Regions from separate parts of the Mus musculus genome. Here region 2 is linked to region 1. Evidence: chromatin contacts called from public promoter capture Hi-C data. All regions are on one chromosome and are shown on one strand. The core of a region is the stretch at or near the end of the contact, and the rest is flanking DNA. Distances in the headings are between cores, read along the strand shown.

The links. Capture Hi-C pulls out chosen DNA fragments and counts their contacts.
Region 2: a contact with region 1 is called in a promoter capture Hi-C map of pancreatic islet. The contact joins two enhancer-like sites. A contact is called at or near these places in 22 of 39 promoter capture datasets (the 3T3-L1 cell line, 3T3-L1-derived adipocytes, the C10 cell line and 12 more), 2 of 15 datasets of contacts at CTCF or cohesin (the NIH/3T3 cell line and embryonic stem cells), 200 of 484 Hi-C or Micro-C datasets (2-cell-like embryonic stem cells, the 3T3-L1 cell line, 3T3-L1-derived adipocytes and 94 more), 29 of 115 datasets of contacts at active chromatin or transcription factors (the 230-238 cell line, the HPC-7 cell line, the NIH/3T3 cell line and 15 more) and 5 of 9 other capture datasets (adipose tissue, embryonic stem cells, embryonic tail and 2 more).

Annotation. Positions count from the first base shown.
Region 1 is chr12:110,621,541-110,625,669 of GRCm38.p6, reverse strand. Dync1h1 (dynein cytoplasmic 1 heavy chain 1) reads right to left here. Exons shown (of 77, transcript NM_030238.2): 11 at 3,997-4,129; 12 at 1,021-1,161; 13 at 67-243. Among named protein-coding and RNA genes, the nearest start is that of Gm35558, 15 kb to the right of the region's middle. Within about 2 kb of position 2,204, at least 5 of the 459 cell types and tissues checked have an H3K27ac peak or open chromatin away from gene starts, as enhancers often do. A contact at or near this core is called in pancreatic islet, where this site is marked.
Region 2 is chr12:110,663,293-110,667,448 of GRCm38.p6, reverse strand. It overlaps Dync1h1 (dynein cytoplasmic 1 heavy chain 1), which reads right to left. Exons shown (of 77, transcript NM_030238.2): 72 at 2,702-2,913; 73 at 2,213-2,366; 74 at 1,643-1,785; 75 at 1,323-1,491; 76 at 1,028-1,155; 77 at 505-886. The coding sequence ends at 758. Among named protein-coding and RNA genes, the nearest start is that of 1700001K19Rik, 17 kb to the left of the region's middle. Within about 2 kb of position 1,733, at least 11 of the 459 cell types and tissues checked have an H3K27ac peak or open chromatin away from gene starts, as enhancers often do. A contact at or near this core is called in pancreatic islet, where this site is marked.

The sequences.
Region 1 (4,129 bases), core at 955-3,454:
CCAGGGCCAAACACCAATACTGATCTTACGGCTGCCTGGTGCCTTTTGACAACAAGCCAAGCTCACCTTGCCGTAATCTATCACCACCGGACCAAACTCTTTCTTGGTTTCCGCATTGTCAAAGGTTCCTCTGGCTTTCCTTATCTGGACCAGGAGAGCTTGCCACTTGTTGAGATCTTCCCCTAGCCTGTTGTAAATGTTTTCTGCCTGCATATCCCACAAACACTGGTACTGAAGCCAAACCTGCAAAGGAAACACAGCTCAATTCTAGTCTGCAGTGCTGTAGACTATTAATATGCTAGAACCCACCATGTCAACAGTCCATGTCTTCACACCATTAGAGAACCTCACTTCAAAGTCTTGGAATTTATTTAGCAAAAAGGAAAATTTTACTTTTCTTGAAAACCATAGTTAAGACAACATAAGATTTATCCTACTATTCACCCTTTGGCTTAAAATAAACAAGTATTGCTGGGTGTGGTGGAACACACCTTAATCCTAGCACTGTGAGGCAGACACAGGGCATCTGGTCTACAGAGCTCCAGACCAGCCAAAGCTACATAGTAACAGCAAGCTACACAGAGTCAGGTGTGGGACACACATGTGTAATCCACAGGTCTCAGGAGATGAAAAAATTCCAGGTTCTGGTCAGCCTGGTTTAAAAGCAAGTAACTACAGGCCAGGTAGGGCTAGAATAAGGAATAAGGCCTTGTCTCAACATAAACAAACAGCAGGTGGATAAAGAGATAAGCAAATAAATAAAGCAAACACTGCCTGCTGAGCCGTATTACCTATCAGGACCCATTAGCTTCACAGTATTCATTCATTCTCATTCTCATTCTCATTCTCTCTCTCTCTCTCTCTCTCTCTCTCTCTCTCTCTCTCTCTCTCTCTCTCTCGCTCTCTTGGTGGTGCTGGCAATTAAACCCACTGAGCCCTGAGCCACACCCGGGCACCTCTCATACTCTTCATGTCTAGGAGAGCATGGCCATGGCACTGGATGGAATCAGGGTGTCTTACCTTAACATACTGCTCAACTTCAGTCACTATGCCCATGACCGCAGAGTAGGACTCTTCCAGGGCGACAGGGCCGTCGGGCATCCTTGTCAGTGCATTCCGATAGAACTTCTCTTCCTCCGTCAACTCGTAATGCACTCCCACCTGACCGACCAGAGCCAGACACGACTGTCCAACAGTGCACACAGTGCTAACCTAGTCACCTTTTACTTACTAGAATGACTAAAAAATGTCACCATCAAAAAGCATTAAGAGATATTTTCCTTAGCCATAAGTAACAAGGAACCGGATTATATTTAACTCAGTAAACCAATAAAGGGAACTGGAGAATAACCACAAACTGGCACAAGGTAAGAGAAGCTGAAGAACACAAGGAACCCTCAGTTCACCTCAACTGCCTGAGCACTGCTACAGCTCGGCCCCACCTAATACAACAAGCAGGCACTCCACTCATCCGAAGTCACATTTTATAGATGAGAGACAAAGGACATTGTCATATAGGATGGAAGTCTACGTAGAGTGAGTAGGAGAGAGGGAGGGAGTACAGGGGAAGGGCAGGGACTGGCTGTACTCTAATTCATTGTTTATAGCAGAGGGCATTGAACAGAGGGCCTTGGCATGTTAGAAAATCTACCACTGAGTTACACGCCTATTGCTGGTTGTCCCCTCAACAGAAAACCAGAAAAGGCTTTACCAGAGGTGGTCTGTGACAAAGACTGGCAAGGATGGAAGGGACGTTTGCTCGCTGGGGCTGTGAGCAGAGAACGCCTCATGCAAAAGCCCAGGGAGCAAAAGCAGCCTGCAGGGCTGAGGGCCAGCAAGAGCCCAGTGAGGCCTGAGCAGAGCCAGGAGGGAAAGCAGGCCAGAAAGGCCCCTGGACAGGAAGACTACAGCGAGATGGCAGGCTGTTAGAGGACCCACAGAGGCCGTTACCCCGAAATGAAGACTGACCATAGGGGTGGAGAGAACAGCAGGAGGCAACATTAGTAAGGCAAGGCATCGGTGGCTTCTGGGGTACAGTGGGAACAGTAACCGTGGTAGAACAGAAATGCCCGATGCTGCAGGGCATCTGACCACATTGTGAACTCCAAGATTGTGAACACGAAAAGCTTTGCTGTGGTGCAGCTCAGCCCGAGTGCACACTGTTCATCCTAAGAGCTCTCTGTAAACAGGATTAACTACAGTCAGCGACAGTCAGGAGGCGAGTTGGCTAGCAACCAGTTGACCAGTATAAGGAAGTAGCAAGGAGGGGGACTGAGCTGAATTCAGGGTGTTAAACACAGAGGAGATGGGGAAGGGGCATTTCCTTCTGGGATGGCAGTGGACAGTGGTCAGCTGGGTGCCTCTCTGAGTAAGCAGGCTTTCACCACAGTGTCTGGCTCCTGGGTATTCATTTAGGAAATTGAACATTGATTTTATTTTTTAAAAAAAAGACAACAGAGCAGGATGAACTTTAAAGACATCAATGACAGAAATCAGGGTGACACATGACTTCTGGGTTGGGTGGAAAGAAGGACAAGAGGAGAAGCAAGGAGAGGAAGCAACCCATGGGAGCAAGCACAGCACCAAGTCCTGGCCTCGGGACAGGAGATGGAAAGCAGGCTGCACGCATGAGTGTGGAGACGGCTGTGTCAGAGCAGAGCTGGGTCAACAGCGCTGGTGTCCGCACACAGGGCAGCTATCGCCTGTCCAGCTTCAGCTTGGAGAGGAACAAGACAATGCAAAGCCTTATACACAGAACTGACAAAGAGGACCCCAAAGACTATATCTAGATGCCTGGGACAGAAACCAAAGCTCAGTTTGGTTTTGATTAGCTGGGCAAAACATACTACAGGGACTAGGAGATGGCTCGGTAGGCATTTGCCACCACGCCTGATGTCTTGAGTTCAATCCCCAGAATGAACTTAAAAAGTGAAGAGGTAGATACCTAAATTGCAGGGTGTGCTTTGAGCTCCACTTTCTCACTGTGAGAAATGTGAAAGAGTGTGTGTGCACAAACACACCACAAATAAAACCCTTGAAGAGTGACATTTATGTTCAAAGTCACAAGGTAAAAAAGGTGTGTTTGGGGGCTGCAGAGATAGCCCAGTGGTCCTGAGCACTGGCTGCTCTTCCAGAGGACCCGGGTTCAGTTCTCAGCACCTAGGGAATCCAATTATTTTTTCTGGCCTACACAGAAAGAGACTCACTCCTGATGAACAGACACACATTCAGGCAAACACTCAGACATGTAAAAGAAAACTAAATTTATTTTATTCTTTGATTTGAAAAGGCGTGTTTCTAGCAGAATTACTAAATTCTAGGACAGTCTGCATGGCAGTGTTATGGAATCTTTTTATTTGAAGCCACTGATCCTACTTAAAAGTGACATCAGCCAACATTATGGATTAAATGGCCTTTCAGGTTTTCCTTTGACTCTAGAAGGGTACCAGGAAGACTAGAATCCAGGATTTGCCTTAAACTTGTCAGCGGGGATCTACAAATTAAGTTAAGAGCAGCTACGTGCTGATAAGTCAGCCTGCAGGCAGGAGCTCAGGAGGCTGAAGCTGAGGTCAGGTGGGACTACCCAGGGATACCCTATATCCAAAATCAGACAACACAGCAATGGAGTAGGAACTGAGATTATCAAAGCTCACAGGCCAGGCACAGTGGCAGGCGCCTTTAACACAAGTGCTCAGAAGGCAGAGGCAGAGAATCTCTAGGAGTTTGAGGCAAACTTGGTCTACACAGGGAGGTCCAAGAGAGCAAAGGCTCCACAGAGAGATCTTGTTTAAAAACCAAAGCAGCTGATGGAGGAAACTTTGAGAGACGAGGAAGGCTGCAAATGCGAAGCTTTCCCTTAGAACATGCAACCCGGGAACCCCCGAGGAGAAAGAGACACGCACAGGGCTCATTACATGACTCACCCTGAGAAGTGGCATCAGAGTCCCAAGTAAGACCTGGTCAGAGGGCATGTGCCTGGAGGCCCCGGAAGCTTACCTGGTACCTCTGGCTCTGGATCCTGGGCAGGGACAGCACAACCATCTTCCACGCGAACATCTCCTGGTACAGCTTGTACCTGCACTCCTCAATGGGTGGGTTCAGATAGATGACCTGATTTGTTATCCTCAGC
Region 2 (4,156 bases), core at 484-2,983, 42 kb before region 1:
TGTTTGGACGGAGCAAGAAGCCGTGGGTGCCGTGTCACCTGCACCACCCCTAGGTTCCTTAAGAGAACACAGGCTTTTCCTCCTGCAGAGGAACCTGCTGTGTCTTCTCCCAGAGAAGGGAGTTAGGACAGTGCCTCTCTGTGCTAAGGAGTCCTTAACAGCTACGACAACAGCCTCTGCCCACCCTGTACCACACAGTCAGAGGGATTTAGAGATCCTGAGTTGCTAGGACCAGGCTAATTGTCACCCTTCCTGTGGGACGAGGCCACTCTCTCACCACAGGTCATGTGGAAAGGAAGTGTGGGAGGATGGACTGGTGGCAGGGCTTAGGTCTGAGAGAGAGAAGGTCCCCAGGGATAGGGGTGTCAGTCACGAACAGAGTTGCTGCCAGGCCTCAGGGAGGAGGTGCAGCTTTCCTGGTCTCACCCTGTTGCTTCTGCATCTGTGACCACGGTGACAAAGGTGAGGTGGGCTGGGACGCAAGGATTCCCACAGCAGACTGAGCAGAGCGGCAAGAGGCGGGAGCCCGTCATGCTTAGTGTTTTATTTACTAAACCCAGCCATTCGGTCAGCCCTCGGACAGCGCACTCTTCTCTTCTCCCATCCCACCGTCTCCAACCGCAGCACCTGTCACCCGCCAACGCGAACCAACCACTTGCTTTCCAGTCCATCAACCCTTCCACACCGTTAAGGATGAATGAAGGTTAAATATTGGGAGTTTCCTATTCCAGAAAGAGGACTGGAGAAAAGTCTAGCTTTACTCAGTGCACAGAACGGCAACTCCACGCTCATAGAAGCTGCGAGGATCTTCCTTTGTAGCAATTTCAAAGTCCACGGTGAAGATGAGGTCTGCCCGGGTGAAGTTCAGGTAGACAGGTAAGGTCACCTGTGAGACAGACAGAGGGACTTTACTGTTCATCAGCTCTAGGGACAAGCTCCCATGGGGGTCCAGGGCTGGGGTGCAGTTGTTTGCACACAAGTAGAGTCCCAGCACGGCAGAGCCAAAGAGCGAGGCCACGACACTTACCACGCTGGCCTTCTTCTCGGCGCTTGTTTGTTTCACCCAGCGCAGCTGTGTGAGGGGGAGGACTGTGGAGATGGCATTGGAGAGTGATAGCTTGTTGTTGCTGCACGTGGCCCCTTGGAGCTTCAGACCTGTGAGGAGATGTGGAGAAGGGGCTGAAGCCATACAGAGCCACACAGCTCGGCTTCCAGGACACCCACAGGCTCAGCTGGGCGGCTCTGCCCAGACACTTTGGGTACATTCATTTGGAAACAGGTTTCACAGAAAGGCCAGGCTGAGAGATCAGACGCCAGCTCACCTGTGACTCCAAAGCTGCAGGCATCAAGGGTGGCACTCTGTGAGGCGGTGACATTGACTTCCAGGCAGAGTTCCTCCAGGGACCAGCTGTTAGCTTGTGCCACATACTGTCTGGTGGCAGTGATGTAGGCCTCAGGTACAAACAGGCCACCCAGGCACACGTGGATGTTCTGTGCAAACAGTGCGGTGGAAAGGAGAGCAGGTCAGGTACAGGCCCTGGTTGTCCTTAGTGCCATCGAGAAAGAACACTTTCTACCCAAGTCCAGGACAATCAGTGCCACTCCTGACCCTACCCCCCTACCCCGGGCCATGCATGCCCACCTTCAGTTCCTTGGCACCACCAGATGCAGCTGCTTGTGAGATGTTCTGCAGCTGTTTGATCCTCTCGCTGAAATCTGACACCCACTGGATCACAGTCATGCCTGCAGGCACTGTGTAATGGGACCAGCTCCGAGGCAAGATCCCTGCAGCAAGGAAGAGAGCCGCAGGCCTCAGCACTAGTTCTGCCAAGTCCCCCTCTGCAGACGTGGCTCAGGCTGGCAGCATCTGCACACCACAGCCCGCTCTCCTGGCTGCGCCTGGTGTTCTGTCCACAACCAGGAAGGCCCTGGGCAAAGCTGTCTCAGTAGTGTGGGGTGCCTGCTTAGAGGTGTTGCAGCGTGCAGTGTGTCTGGACCAGGCCCCGCCCACCCCTCTGTCCTCTTCACTGCATTAACCCTGAAAGTCACAGGAGCTGCCTGTGGAAAACCTAGGGAAAACCAGGGGCGTTGCTAAGACCCCCACTATTGAGGAAGCCTGAAAGAGACACGTGTGGCCTGGGGACTGCAGTGTGCCCGCACATGGGGTGTGGACAGTGGCAGACCAGCTCCCAGCCGCACACCCCATCAGCACCTTTCACCAGCTCATTGATGAGCGTGCGCAGGTAGTTTGTCTGCTTCTTTTTCCCCTCGCACACTTGAACGACGTCAGCAAGATCTTGGCGCACATCTTGGAGTAACTTGGCCCCCATCTTTACTTCTCTCTCAAAGAACCTAAACAAAGGATCCTAAAGCCAGAGAGAAGAGGGCTAAGGACGGGCTCTGTGCAGAGACAAGGCACACCTGGGAGCAGCACCAGAGCTTTTGACCAGACCTTTTTGGGAGCTGGCCAGAGTGCAGTGTGGCCCTGGCCTGATGAATTTCTCTGCCCCTCTCAGATCACAGCTTTCAAAGAGTTTAATTAAAGCGGTGGCCATTCTTTTTTTTTTGTATTTTGGGTTTTCGAGACAGGGTTTCTCTATATAGCCCTGGCTATCCTGGAACTCACTCTGTAGACCAAGCTAGCCTCGAACTCAGAGATCTGCCTGCCTGGGGAGCAGCACGCTGAGCCCAGCCCAGCTACCTTGATGTTCTCCACGGTGCGCTTCAGGGGGCTCAGTGTCTGTGGGATGAGGTGCAGCCAGTTGGACGCCGTGGTGTGCAGTGTCCTCATCCAGGCTGGACGGCCATCGGAGGTGGAGTCCGTCCTTGCCTTCTTCTCCGTCTCTGCGTAGGCCAGGTCATCCTCGTCCTCCAGCATCTGCATCTTCAGCATCTTGCTGATCATGTCCACGCCTAGGCCAGGCCCGGGTGGGGAGGACTTCAGTGGACAGGCCAAGAGCTGTTTGACCATCAGCTCACCACGGCAGCCTGTAGGCTGTCCTCGTGCCACACGTCTACCCCAGGGCAATTAAGACAAAGCCAGACCCAATGGCCTGGTTGTGTGCTGTGAGGCTGTAGCCTGCAGGCCTCAGAAGCCTCACTCAGCCTAAAGGCAGACCCTGCTAGGGGTTTGTGATGGCCACTGGGACTCTTCTGAACTCTGCTCACACAAATGCCACGTTACTAAAAGCACACTGGTGCTAGGCCTGTCCCTCACACTTGGGAATTGATGCCCAGGCTGCTGAGGCTCCCTGCTCTCTGGACTGTGCAAAGAAAGGTGGAGAAGCTGGGCAATGCCCTGGTTCTTGACAGTGTTGATGGGTACAGGGCTTAGGGAAGCGCTGGGTCAAGTGACACCAGCACTGAGAACCAATCAGCCTGTGTGCTGGAGAGACTGCATCCAACCCCACAGGGAGCCGCTCAGCCTCCAGACCAGACACTCATCTTCACACTAAATCCATGTCACAGCCGCTCACTTCCTACTGTCCATGGACACCCCCACCTTCTCATGGTCACCTCCTCCCAGACAACAGGCAAGCTCTCAGAGCGTTCTCCATAGGAGGAGGTAGCTGGGAACACTTCATCTTGCTTCACCTACTTCTGAATGCCTGCACTAGCCCTGCCTGTTTTCTTAGCCTTCCCATAAGGGTCAGGTCAGACCACCAGAAGGACAAGGACAGGGTGTAGCAGGCTGGTGCTATGTTGCTGCTGCTGAGTCACCTCACCTGCTGTTTTTAAAAGTGTCCCATGTCATCCAGGTTAGCCTAGAACTCTCTACCCTATTACCCGTGGGTGCTGGCATCTCAGGGATGAGTTACAAAGCCTGGCTCTAAATGGTTGTTGACTGTGTGGGGGCTTGCTCTCAGAGCTCTGCCTAGCTTGTTAGGCTCTGGATTCTACCACCAATGCCGTGAAAAGTAAAACTGACTTAATACAAGGTATGCTGTGTTGTTTGAGGCATGCTGTGTAGACTGGATGTTGAACTCCACGGTTTTCTGCCTTTGGCTCCAGGCTAGGGCACAGCCTGCATACCACCAAGCCTCCATCAGTGCTTCCAACTCCTGAACTAAAGCTAGCCCTCAAACCTTCTTTTCAGGACTCCCCATGAACAAGCCCTTCCAGCAAGGCTTAGGGTGGGCAGGGGTCCAGGAGTGAG